Regions from separate parts of the Mus musculus genome. Here region 2 is linked to region 1. Evidence: chromatin contacts called from public Hi-C data. All regions are on one chromosome and are shown on one strand. Each heading gives the region's core, a stretch centred on a gene start, on an enhancer-like site or on the middle of the called end of the contact. The rest is flanking DNA. Distances are from core to core; before and after follow the strand shown.

Region 1 (6,613 bases), core at 2,376-4,875:
GGCAAGGCATAAATAACCATTATCCCATTCAAGTAATAATTGCTGTTCTGTACAAAAAAAAAAAACAAACAAAAACAAAAACAAAAAACTGTGATGATGTGATACAATGGGTTATAACTGCAGAAAATCATTTTGATAGAGTGGATACCAAAACTGCAATGACTGTGGTCAGTGCCAAAGCATAGGGACATTAGAAAAATCAACAGTGAAATCCTGGGTGTGCAGTAAAAGGCAAGAGGAGGAAAGATTTTCTTTCCTTTTGTATCATCTACCAAGAGACTTAAGTAATCTCTTATGATGCTTTGGCTAGAAATGGATTCCACTCACAGCATTTAGTCTTCAGATTTTGTGATTAGCATCTTCAGTAACCTACCCTATGATTGTGTGCCATTTTGAACTTTCTAAAACTTCATTTGCCTCTGTTATCCTCTCTGAATCTGCAGTAATTGTTGTGAGTTGAACTGGCATGTGCTTTGTCAGTGGCAATATTGAGACTAAGGGGCTTACACTTGTGTCAGCAGGAAAAATAGGTATTATTGCAAGACCCACTGGCTTCTTAAGTTTCTCAGCAGTGGGCTTTCTTTTAAAGATCAACGTAGGTGCTAAGGTGATATATTGACTAAGAGACAGAAAGAATTCTGTAGTGAGCTTAGTGAAGTAAATAACCTCTCCTAGAAATGAGAAATGTAGGCCGGTGTATTGCAGGCTTTGAAATGGATAGGCAAGTTTCACAGGCAGTTTATGGAGGTAGTTGGCTCATTCTTTCATTCTTTGGACTATATATTGAGGGCACAATCCAAGACTCCATCACCAGCACTGAGCAAAATTGCCCTTGTATTTATTTCTCTTCTGCTTCCATATTTCCACTTCTCCCCATCCTTCCTTCACTCCTTGAACCAGCTGCTAGCACTTGCCTCCCTTCAGCTATTAGCAGCATGCCTTCCTGACTGTAGTTCCTTTACACTTCTCCTTTCCTGTTCTCTTTACTTTTTCTTAGACAAGTAAGAAACTTTTTCTCTGTCTCATCAAGAGGGAATAATGTGCTTCCCCACCCTTCCTCCTAGCCTAGCGTTCTTGTCACAATTCATAAGTAGAAATAGTCACAAATATTGTCAAAGTCATAAGTAAAAATAGTCACAAATATTTATTAAGCTCCTGATAAATGGTCATACTGTGATAAATCTTTTATATATAGATTGTTTTATTAATCCTCACAAGACTCCAAGAAATTACCTGCATTTTATAGTTATAGAAACTAAGATTGTGAGAGATTTAAAAAATCACCTGTACCCCTCTGGCTTAATCACTGTTCTGTTGTTGTGAAGAGATACCATAACCAAGACAACTGTTATAAAAGAAAGCATTGAATTGGCAGTTAGTGTACAGTTCCAGAGGCTTAGTCCATTGTCATCGTGGCAGGAAACATGGTAGCAGGCAGGCATGCAAGCAGGCAGGTGTGCAAGCAGGCAGGCAGGCAAGCAGGCAGGCAGGCAGGCAGGCAGGCAGGCAGGCAGGTGTGAAGTTGGAGAAGCAGCTGAGAGCTACATTTTGATCTGCAAGCAGAAAGAGAGAGCCTGGACCTGACATGGACTTTTGAAACCTCAAAGTCCATACCCTAGTGCCATACTTCCTCTCACAAGACCACACCCACTCCAACAAGGCCACACCTCCTAATCCTTCCAATAAGTTCCACTGTCTGGTGACTAAGCATTCAAATATATGAGCTTACGGGGAACCATTCTTATTCAAACCACCACATCCTCCAAAAAAAACAATGAAATCACTGGCCAAAATGGTATGGCTATTATATATCCAATGTTAAGGTTTAAGCCTAGTTCCTTTAGACTCCAAAGCTTGTCTCCTTAATCCTTATACTGCATTGTCTCCCCTTCTTGTCGTGGTTAGTCACAACTGGAGTCATCCAAGAAGTTAATGAAATGAGAAATGTATTTAGAGAATGAGTTCAGTGTAAAAACTTGTTTTCTAATGGGTTAAAAGGTAGCTAGTCCTGGAGATATGGCTTAATGTTAAGGACATGCACTAGAAGATGGGTGTAGAGACACACATTCCTAATCCCAGGAGGCAGAGATAGGGGCATCTCTGAGTTTTGAGGCCAGACTGATCTGCCTAGAGTTCCAGGACAGCTTGAGCTTTATATAAAGACCCTGGAGGGAGGAGGAGAGGAGAGGAAGAGAGCACACTGCTTTCCATCTCAGAGGACCTGAATTCAGTTGCCACCACCCTCATCAGCTGGCTCACATCATAACACCAGCTCCAGGGGGATCTGACACCTCTGGCCTGTGTGGCCCTCATGTGCACAGACCTACATACACACAACATACATATACAAAATTAAAAAGAATAAAAATAAATGTTTAATTAGAGGGTCTGATTATTTACATAGCTCATTGCTAGATAAAGGAGCCCCATACAATAGTCAATGACCTTTCAATGTGTTTAAAAGACAATGACTTTAATGGGGCATGGTGACACACACTTTCAAATCCAGTGCTTGGGGGGCAGAGGCAAGTAGATCTCTCTGAGTTTGAGGCTAGCCTGGTCTACAAAGTGAGCCCAGGACAGCCAGAGCTATTACACAGAGGAAACCATGTCTCAGAAAAACAACAACAACAAAAAAGTGAATTTTAAAATGTACTAAATTAACCTCTCTTATTTTAGAATATGGGTATAGGCTATAAGAATAAGTGATGTGGACTGTTCTTGCAGAGGACCCAGGTTTGGTTCCCAGCACCCATACCATGACTCACAACCATCTAAATTTCCAGTTCCAGGGGCACAATCTCTCTTCCACTGGCACTGGCACGCATGTGGTATAAATAAACTCACACAGATTAGACACACATACATATAAATCAATCAGAATGGGTGATAGAGTTATCCCCAAGGAAACTAATGTCCCAATTGCTTTCCTCTATGTATGCGTCTTCTGCAATCGGGTCTGTTCCTAAAGCTGAGAAGACGCTTCCCAACCTGCTTGTCTCCTTGGAAGATTCCTCCTCGTGTCCTCAAATCCTCACAACCGGAAGCTCTAGTCAGTCTGACAAACAATGCAGTAGCCTTTGCACCTCTGCAGACACTTACTGATGAGGAAATTATGATGAAGCAGACAGGTAAGCAAACCTTCAACTTCACCCTCTTGCCCCTCTGGTCGTGGGAAACAGCACACATCAGCCCGGGAGATGTGCTCATCTCTGCGGTGGTTGCTCTGTTTAGGGGCTTCAGGGTATTTGTTTATTTTTGAAGCAGGGTGTTGTTGTGTTGCCCATGATGACCTTAACCCCTGGGCTCAAATAACCTTACTTAGCCTCCAAAGGATTTAGAGTCATATAAATGGGATTTTTCACATAATATTTTGGAAAAAGTAATATAAAAACAACAGCAGAATAAAGGGTTAGGTTACAGGTTAAGGTTTGCCCATCTCTCTTCCCAGAAACTGATTCATTGACAGTCTCTTCTGTAGCCCTGGAGTCAGGACATGATACTAACCATCCTACAGTGCACAGGGAAAGCATCTCCGAAACAAAGGCTTGCCAGCCCAGAGCATTCTTAGGACCGAGGTGGAGAAACCTTCCTGGGTGTGGTCATGCAGCTGTTAAAAGGTCCATGTTAGATGGGATGTGCTGGTGTAGAAAGATAAGGTGTAGGCAGGGAGATTGCAGGCATCTGGCATGGTGGTATATGCCTTTAATCTCAGAACTGCAAAGCCAGAAGCAAGTAGATCTTTGTGAGCTAAGGCTAGCCTGATCTCAGGAAGTTCCAGGCCAACAAGGGCTACACAGTGAAATCCTGTCTCAAAAACTAGCAAAAAGAATAAGATGGGAGGAGGAAGCGGGGAGGAGGTTGAATGTGAGTCGTAGGTTGCTTTGTGTACTAGAAGAAAGCCGGCAGGTAGAGCGTGTGGGCAGAGATGCACTTTGGAGAGAAGCTTTCAGAAGGAACACATAGGTTTAAAATCAGTTACCTTTGGGGAGATGAACTCTAAATCCAAGATAGGAGAATAAGGCTTTCATTTTTCATTTTATGCCTTCCATCGTATTTTACATTTTTGCTTCAAAGCAGGTTAGGGGATGGCCTTTCTGTATTTATAGAAGGAAATTTTAATTTGTATCTTGAAAACCTAAATATAGTCATGTGTGTTTTATTGATTAAAAATGTTTATCAGCAAACTGTTAATGAACTATTTCTTTCTTAACTTAAAAATATCCACTCTATCTATTTAAACATAAACTCATCAGCAATTCTTTTTCCCACAGTCAAAAAATTTGCACAGGAGCACGTTGCTCCTCTGGTTTCCTCTATGGATGAGAACTCAAAAATGGAGAAATCGGTGATCCAGGGATTGTTCCAGCAAGGGGTACGTGTTCCTTAATTCTGCTTTCAAGCTTTTGTTATTTAAATCCTTATAAAATATATTTTATTATATCCTTTTGCCTCCTCTACCCCTCTCCTGTCTTCTCCCACCTCTCTACCCACCCAATTTCATTTTCTCTGTCTCTCTGTTTCTCTTTCTCAAAAAAAAAAGAAAAGAAAAGAAAAAAAAATTCAAAATAAACAAGACAAAAATACCCAAACCAAAAAAAAGTACACAAAAAGCAGAGTCCATTTTGTGTTGGCCAACTACTTTTAAATACATCTTGTATATTAAAATATATGCAAACTTTTCAATTGAGGGATTATAATAACCTTAGTGAATTCCTCATTCCTAGTCCAAAGTATCTGTGTTTCTTCTCTGTTAAGGTCTTAGTTGATTTTATACAGTTAAAGATTTCTAACTGGATTGACATTTTAAATTGGCAGTGTTGTGAAGGAGAAGGCCACTAGCACCTGGTGGGAAGAAGCCTGGGCGCTACAGACTGACCATCCTACAGCACACACACAGGGAAGCTCACCTAAGAGCTGACTAGCTCCGTCAAACACTACAGGCCACACAGACTGACCATCCTACAGCACACACACAGGCAAGCTCACCTAAGAGCTGACTAGCTCCGTCAAACACTACAGGCCACACAGACTGACCATCCTACAGCACACACACAGGCAAGCTCAACTAAGAGCTGACTAGCTCTGTCAAACACTATAGGCCAGAGACACTGTGTGCATTCTTGTTTGTGTGTCAGTCTTAAAGAAGAGCTGATATCTGAGTTCCACGTTAGGCAGATTTCCAGCTTTGTGATTCACACAGTCTTTGTCACATAGCTCTTGTCACCATGTATGACATGTAGAAGAGATTAAAGTAGAGTTAATCTGGCTATGAGTAGGGCATTGCCAGTGTGGGAACTCCAAGGAGCACGTCTTTTAAAATCCCCATGCTAATTCCTGGTGTCTCCCTTGTCTTTAGGCTCAAAGGAGTTGTTTGTTTATTTGTTTGTTTGGTTGGTTGGTTTTAATACTAAGTATGTATTCAGTACCACCTTTTTAAATCTTGTCCGTCACCTTATTGAAAAATAACTTTTGGCACCATGCCATATAATTTCCTTTCTTCTGGTTTCAATGTGACCAGCTTTTGATGGTTTTTCTAATTTTTTGTCATCAGTGAAATACTTAGGAAATGGAATCCCCTGTAGAGACATATGGGGCCGCACAGACACCTGGTGTGTTAGACAAAGACCCGATGGTTCTTCTCCCAGCCCAGTTCTGCTGTCATCATGGACAGACCCCATCCCTGGCCATGCTTCTGTGGGGACTTTGATGGCCTCACGGCTTGAAAGGCTTGAAAACTGCTCTCCTGGGGTAGAGCTTGCATTCAGGGCCATGCACACTCACCATCCACCTCCTGAAACTACTCCTGCTATCGTAGCTCAACTGCCTCCCAACTCCTCAGTCCCTGTGTTAGTCACCTGCCACAAATTTCCGATTAAAGAGAACTGTGACCTTTATCGAGGAGCAGTATTGCTAACAATGGCTCCCACTCGGAAATCACTGTCAGTTCTCTTCCCCTCCCACTCCATTGCAGTTCTCAGCCTTTGTGGTTCTGCCTTTCTGTTGGCTACATCCTCACCCTGAAATAGCCCTAGCCCTAACTCAGCACTGCTGTTCTAGGAGAGCCTAGAGAAAAAGGACACTTCACCCTTCCTGCTACCAGACATGGCTCTTGCACCACTGGTATACGTCATGTGCCTTTCCTAAATCAAGGACAGTTAAACACAGAGCAGTACTAAGGACATTTCATGTTCCAGACTTAGACATTGAAATCAAACGGCCAACATTTAGTGTTGTGTGTCAGCAACTGTGACTTGTTGGGTGTGTCACTTACCAGGTGTTGTCTGCTAACCGTCTTGGACTTTCTAAAGTGGCCCCAGATAGATGCTTGTGCAGTCATTATCCCTGCTGAGAAGGTTCCATTAAAAGACCTGCTTGGAAGACTCTGTGCCAACAACTACAAGCTGCAGACATGTTCACTGGGAGCTGGTTACATTCATGCATTCACTTATTACATCAAATCAGTATAGAGGGGCCAGTATGGAAATACCAAAACAGCTCGTACTTTCTTCATAAGGAAGGTTATCAGTGCATACTTAGGTTTTTTATTCCGTTCATTTATGCTTCAAGGCATTTGCATCTTTCATTGTTATCCAAGACCCAAAGTGGAATA
Region 2 (6,613 bases), core at 2,290-4,789, 1.2 Mb after region 1:
CCAACAGTTGGCTTCAGGTAGATTTTTGATTTCCTAAATGAGTAAGAAATAGAGAAATTGTGGGCTCTATAAAAAGCAGCCCAGATTCAGTTTAAAAAAGTAAGAAAGAGAATGGGCAGGGGTGAGAGGGTAAGTAGCTTGTTGTTGGTAGCATGTGTGAGACTCTCGGTCTTGGTTCCATTCTCAGCACCATATAAACGGAGGTGGTGGCGTACACCTGTAGTTCCAGGACTTGGGGGTGGAGACAGAAGGATCTCTGTGAGTTGGAGGCCAGCCTGGTCTACATAAAGAATGCCAGGCTAGCCGGGCTACATAGTTAAGAGCCTGTTTCAAAAACAAGCCTCCGCTTGTTGAGAGGGGGGGGGGGGGCAAGGTTTCCATTTTGATTCCCGAGACTCCTTCTCCTCTGGCTCAGAAGGCCGGGCTTTGGTGAGTCCAGATAACCTGAAGTCCTTTTTACTTTCGAATAAACTTCTAGATCTGGGGCCAGCAGAGCTGTGGTTCGAGGACTCCTTAGGGGTGCCGTTTCTAAATGAGAGGGGCCTGTTTCCATCCACCCAGTCTCCGGGATCCTGTATCCATCTGTCCCCAGGGCAGCTTGGAAATCCCCAGAATCCTCGGCTGAGAAACAGCTGCGCCTGTTCCAGTTGTGTTGTAGAAGTTTCTGTTTGCTTCCTGGCAAACGCCTCTGAGCTGAGTTAGGTCTGTCCCTGCTCTGTCCTCTGCCCAACCCACCTCTGCCCACCCTCTCCTTCTCCTGGGAGCTTCCTCTGAGCAAGAGTTGTAGCCTCTGGGCCCGTGTGCAAGGAAGATGGCCCATCTGTGGGTTTGGAGGTGGCCTAGTGTGAAGCCCATCAGGTGCTCTAGTGATCCCAAAGTGCTCCCTCGGTCTTCGGACTCCTTCCCCTCGCTCCATGTGAGCCGCCTCCCCTCAGGACACAGCTTGTCTCTCTGTCACTTACTCGCGCAGCTCACCATCTTTGCTCTCACAGTTTCTCTGTGAGTCTTTTTGCATCTCTTCTATGCTGGGAGCCAGGGGTGCATGCCAGGTGCCAGGTCCCAGGTCGTGCAGGTCCCTGAGCCCTTCATAGAGTCCTGGACTGAGACTAAGCCACCTGCCACCCAGACAGTGCAGCTCCAGCACCAATGGCTCCCTCTGCTGGACAAATACTGTTTATCCTTCTCCAGTTCTTTGAAGCTCTGGACCTGGCTAAGGAAATAGGCATTATAGTTTATTGTAACAATAGAAAAAAAATAAAGCTGTGTGTGTACGCATGCATGAATGCCTGGGTATGTGCGTGCGGGCCTGCCTGCCTGCTGCCTGCCTGTGTGTCAGTAAGTGTAAGCATGCTCGTGCCAGGGTAAGCATGTTTGAGGTCACAGGTGTGTGTGTGTGTGTGTGTGTGTGTGTGTGTGTCTGTCTGTCTGTCTGTCTGTCTGTCTGTCTTCCTGTGTCTGCCTGCCTACCTGCATGTTTGTTTATAAGTGTAGGTGTGCTCATGCCAGGGTGTATGCATGTAGAGGTCACAGGACAACCTCGGGAATCACTCTTTATCTTCTACCATGTTTGAGACAGGGTCTCTTTGTTGTTTGCCAGGCTGGTTTCTGGGGCTTTGTCTGTCTCTGCTTCTCATCTGTCGCAGGAGTGCTGGGACTGCAGACACATGCTACCAGGCCTGGCTTCATGTGGGTTCTGGGGAACTGAAGGTCCTCATGCTTGCTTGGCAAGTGTTCTACTCACTTAGCCACCTTGTCAGCCCCAAGAAGCCTTTTAAGAAAATTTCTTCAGGGCTTCAGAGATGACTTAGTGGTTAAGGTTGTTGGCATGCAAGCAAGAGGGTTGGAGTTTGGATACCCTGGACCCACATAAATGCCAGCTGGTGTAGCAGACTGCCTGTACTTCCAGGCTGGTAGAGATGGGATATTCTAAGAGAAGGATGGCTGATGCAAGACTAGTGCTATCAGCAAACCCTGAGTTTGACTGAGACACTACTTCCCCCCAAAATTACAGTGCAAAAGTGGCCCAGGGAGCTTGACACGTAGCCTCAGGCTTCTGCATGTGTGCACACATGCACCACACATACATGTCACTGCTCTAGAGACCGTGGGACTAGGAGGATGGGGAACGAGTCAGACTAAAGCCACATGCAATTGCCTACGTTATTCAGAGCATCTGACAATTTATACTCTGAGGGTTAAGAGAAATCACATGAGTAACGTTTTCATGAGTTTGAAAGCTGCATACAATCATGAGAACAAGCTACACGTGGCAAAAATACATTCTCCATAGAGGCTTATCAAGTATGGCTTCAATGTCTAATTGAGTAACAACAGCAAGCAAGAATGAGTATTGGAAGTAACCTCACTCCTAGCCGCTATACCTGGGAGGAGCACAAAACACTTTCCAAGAATAATTCCATGTTTTGAAGAAATTGAGGTCATAGAGTCTTGTCTTGTTTTCTTGGCATTTTCTCACAAGCACTCAGCGTTCTCACGTGACTCCATTCCTGGACCGTGTTCCAGCACATGCACATGGAAAGGTGAAAAAGAAAAGACATTCGTGAGATCGGATCTGCTATGTATCCTCAGCTGACCTAGAGTTCACAATCTTCCTGCCTCAGCCTCCTGAGTGCTGGATTACAGGAGTGACCCCACCAGGCCTGGGGCTTGTATTATTTTACCACTGAGCCTCCTATCTCAGGGCCTCTGTCTTAGCTCCACGAGCAGCTGTTTATAGTAGTCGTCTCCAGTCTTTTGGTGAGTGGTGTTTGTGTTCTAGGCATTGTGTAAGGAATGGTGTTGTTTATGTAGTGTGTTACTTTGCCCTAGATATGGGTGGTTTTGATTGCTTTGACTATGTCACAGGCGAGGAAGCTGAGGTCTAAAGGCTTACATAGAGCAAAGTCACTTTTAGAAATCAGAGAAGGAATTTCAGTATTGAAGACAGCCTACATCCCCTGTTCTCGGATCCTCAGCTCGCATGCTGAGTTAATGTCCCCTGGACGGAGAAGGAAGGGAAGACTGACGTGGGTGCTCAGACTCCCCTAATAACTCAGAACTTGGATTCCTGTGCCATTTTCTGGGTTTCAGTGAACCTCATCTCTGGAGGGTGATGGCTAAGCCACCTTCTTGCCTCCTTGGTCACGTGGCTTTGCTCAGAGAGCCCCAGAAATGGATGACATTGCAGCTAGGACTCTTATGTACCTCGAGGGAGGCCTTGGTCTGATGTGGATGGGCTGTGGGTCTAAGCACTGGGGCTAAACCGAGGAACCCTCCGAGGAGCTGAGCCTGCGCTGTCTCTGGGAGGTTGGGAAGACATTCTTGTCTCAAGGAAGCAGCTGGTGCCTGTGAAACCTGGCACCTTGCCTGACCCCAGCTAATAGGGATGTCGCAGGCTGCTGTGGAACTAATGGAGCACTCTCCTCAGGCAGCAGTTAGGGGTTAATTATTAGCAATTAGGGAGTCAGCACATGCTCTGGGGGGGCTGCCGTCCCTTCCCGAAACACGGGTCACTTGTCTTCCTCTGTGTTAGTAACGGGATCCATCTGTCCCCCTTGGGTTCCTGGTTAATCATTGTGGTAGGGGTCCCTACAAGGCCAGCAGCAGGGGGCTAGTGGCTGAATGACCCATGATGCCCCACTGCCGCTGGCCCTCTGCTTCTGCCATGTGGCCTCTGTCGGTTACTCTCAGCATGGCATCGGGACTGGCCTGCACCTGTGGCTCTCTGTGAACCCCCTTCCCTTGTGCTCTCTTGCAGACGCTATTACAAGGAGACCTCTGGCCTGATGCTGGACGTTGGAGGTTACATGAAGGCGCTCGAGGTACCTGCCCTGGTGCTGCCCCAGGCCCTGGCTTTCTGGAGAAGATGGTGTACTTTATAGACAAGTAGCCTCTCATGTTTCTGAGTGGAGCATCCTGTGTGGGGCTTGAGCCACACCCCCGTCTCCTCTGTGGAAGTAATGGAGGTCTCTCCTCAGGCAGCAGTTAGGGTCCATTATCTTGATCATCACACAGTCATTATGTATGTATGTGTCATCCCTCTGACCCCCAGCCAACCTCTGGGTGCTCTTTCCCAGCATGCTCTTCACCACTCTGACTCATGGCTTTAGTGTCTCTTCAGATCACCTGCTTCCTTCCCAGCCCTGTAACCCCTCAGGCTGTGTGTCCTCCCAACTCCTCTCCTGAGATGACTTTCCAGGTTATAAAGCCTTCTGTGGCAAGACCTCCAGAGTCCACTGTGACTGGCCTGTCAGTTACCCCTGCCCAGATTCCTGCTAGACCATGTCCCAGCTCCACAATAGTAGCAGCCCCTGTCCACCTGTGCCCAGGCGAGAAGGGTGAGCAGGTGGGTGGATTGAATCCTAGACACACTTAGGAGGGCCTTTGATCTACTTGGAGGTGGGTAGCAGGGAGAGGCAAGAGATGGGATTGTAGCTGAACAGGCAAATGAGAGCCTTGGTCTCCTGTCCCTTGGGAGACTCGTGGTTCTGCTAGGTAAGGTATGCCACTTGCTGTGGGCACTCTTGAAGTAGGCGGCAGAGCTGGAGGTAGGTGTCCTAAGCATTCTAGGCAGCAGCCTGTTGTGGAGTTGTGACACGCTTGCCTGTGAGAGGGTTTGAGGCCCATGGCATCCTGATCATCATGAGGCGGTCAGTCTTTCCATGTGTGTCTACTCCCGTGTTCCTGATCTGAAACTCATACTGTGTCTTCTCTTTGCCAGTATGCCTGTGGTATCAAGGCTGAAGTGGTGGGGAAACCCTCCCCTGAGTTCTTCAAGTCTGCTCTACAAGCCATAGGGGTGGAAGCCCACCAGGTAGGCACAGCAGAATTTCCTTTCTTCTTTACATGTTTAAAACGACATTTACTTATTTATATACTTATTTGGGGTATGAGATTGTGTGGGTTCCGGGAACCAAACTCAGGTTGACAGGATCAGCAGCAAGTGCTAACACCCGCTGAACCATCCTGCTGGCCCCGATCGTTTCTCACCGTGAGGAAGGAGACAGTTTCTTACCATGCAGCCCAACAACTGGGTCACACAGAGTCTTCACTTCGAATTGTTTTTGTCCTTTAAAATACTAATGCTTTCCTTCCTTGCTTTCCATGTGCGTGTACATGTACATGTGTATAAGTCACAGGCACACATGTGCCACAGTGTGCATGTGGAGGGCGGAAGACAGCCTTGGTTGTTAGTGCTTGCCTTGCTCTCTCTTTGAGAGCTTATTCACTGCTGCAGATGTCAGGGTGGCTAACCATTGAGCTTCCAGGGATTCTCCTGTCTCTCCCTCCCATCTCAACATAGGATTCCTGGCATCACGGATGTGTAGTGCTGTGCCCACCTTCCCATGGGTCTGGGGATTAGAACTCAGATCCTCGTGCGTGTACAGCAGGCTCCTTTCCCAGTGAGCCCTATCATCTCCCTAGCCCCAGAACGGATTTTTTACTCTCTTGGGTTTTTTTTGTGGGTTATTTGTTTGTTTAGATAGGGTTTCTCTGTGTAGCCCTGGCTATCTTGGAACTCACTCTATAGATGAGACTGGCCTCTGCCTCCCAAGTACTGGAATTAAAGGCTGTTCCACCATGGCCTGGCTTTACTGTCATATTTTTAAAATAATCTCAGACCTGTTGTATCCTTTCATATTACAATATTTCTTTTTAAACGTGGCATTTTAGCCACAGCCACAAAGTAGTACAGCCCCAGGCAATGACTTAAAAAGTCCATAGAAAGATGGCCCAGTCTCCTGGCTCATTAGTATCACAAGTCAGAAAGCATCGTCTAATACAGATGCTGAAGGAAAGAAGTAACAGAGGATCGCAAGCGTTCATGTGGTGAAGCTGCAACCCTCGTGTTCTGCTGGTAGGACCGTGAGTTAGCCGCACTGCTGGGAGGGAGCCTTTGGTGGGTCTTCAGTGTTAAATGAGTCTACTGTCTGCCTTAGCAATCGTGCTCCTGGCTGTAGCCCAGATAACAGGGACAGGAATTCAGACGACAACCACCATCACTACCTCATAGGGTCTGAAGATAGCAAGAATGAAGCCCTAGGTTTGAGTCCCACCACCACAGAAACAGTCTCCTAAAACCATTTAGTGATGTTCATGGCAGCTGTATTCACAGTACCTAAAAGGTTGAACCGCACTCAGATGCCTGCCTATTCCCCATGAATGGGTCAGCAGTGAGTATCCCCTTCGTACAGGGAAATCCTAAACAGAAGGGATGAACCATCACGAATGTCACCTTACGACTACCTGGTCTCCCGTGGGTGATAAAGGTGAAATAAGTCACCTCGAGTCAAGCCTGATGACAGGCCTCATGGGGTGGAAGGAGGGAACATGTCCCTCCCACCTCCGTCTGTGTGATGTGGAGCACACCTGGGCTTTGTGCCTAGCCCTTGTCGAGCTAATGCAATCTGAATTTAAACAGTACCTGTGTGTACTGTCCTGTGCCGTTCATTCTGTCCTGGCTCCAGCCTGCCGTGTTGCTGAAATGCTTGCTAGAGTTATTTGGATACACGTTATAAGACAAGTTTCTCCTGACTACGTGCATGCATAAGCAAGAACCCCTGGCTCTGTATTATCGTTGCTGTTTTTTAATGAAAATGTCCCTTGAAGGGTG

The links. A called contact is a pair of places that touch in the nucleus more often than the background predicts.
Region 2: a Hi-C map of the G1E-ER4 cell line shows a contact between it and region 1, with 4 times the contacts expected there. The contact joins two enhancer-like sites. A contact is called at or near these places in 5 of 484 Hi-C or Micro-C datasets (the G1E-ER4 cell line, cortical neurons and embryonic fibroblasts) and 1 of 9 other capture datasets (embryonic stem cells).

The regions. Positions count from the first base shown.
Region 1 is chr7:131,421,501-131,428,113 of GRCm38.p6, forward strand. Acadsb (acyl-Coenzyme A dehydrogenase, short/branched chain) reads left to right here. Exons shown (of 11, transcript NM_025826.4): 2 at 2,972-3,131; 3 at 4,275-4,375. Among named protein-coding and RNA genes, the nearest start is that of Acadsb, 14 kb to the left of the region's middle. Within about 2 kb of position 3,626, at least 11 of the 459 cell types and tissues checked have an H3K27ac peak or open chromatin away from gene starts, as enhancers often do. A contact at or near this core is called in the G1E-ER4 cell line, where this site is marked.
Region 2 is chr7:132,637,767-132,644,379 of GRCm38.p6, forward strand. It overlaps Lhpp (phospholysine phosphohistidine inorganic pyrophosphate phosphatase), which reads left to right. Exons shown (of 7, transcript NM_029609.1): 4 at 3,758-3,821; 5 at 4,721-4,813. Among named protein-coding and RNA genes, the nearest start is that of Lhpp, 30 kb to the left of the region's middle. Within about 2 kb of position 3,540, at least 17 of the 459 cell types and tissues checked have an H3K27ac peak or open chromatin away from gene starts, as enhancers often do. A contact at or near this core is called in the G1E-ER4 cell line, where this site is marked.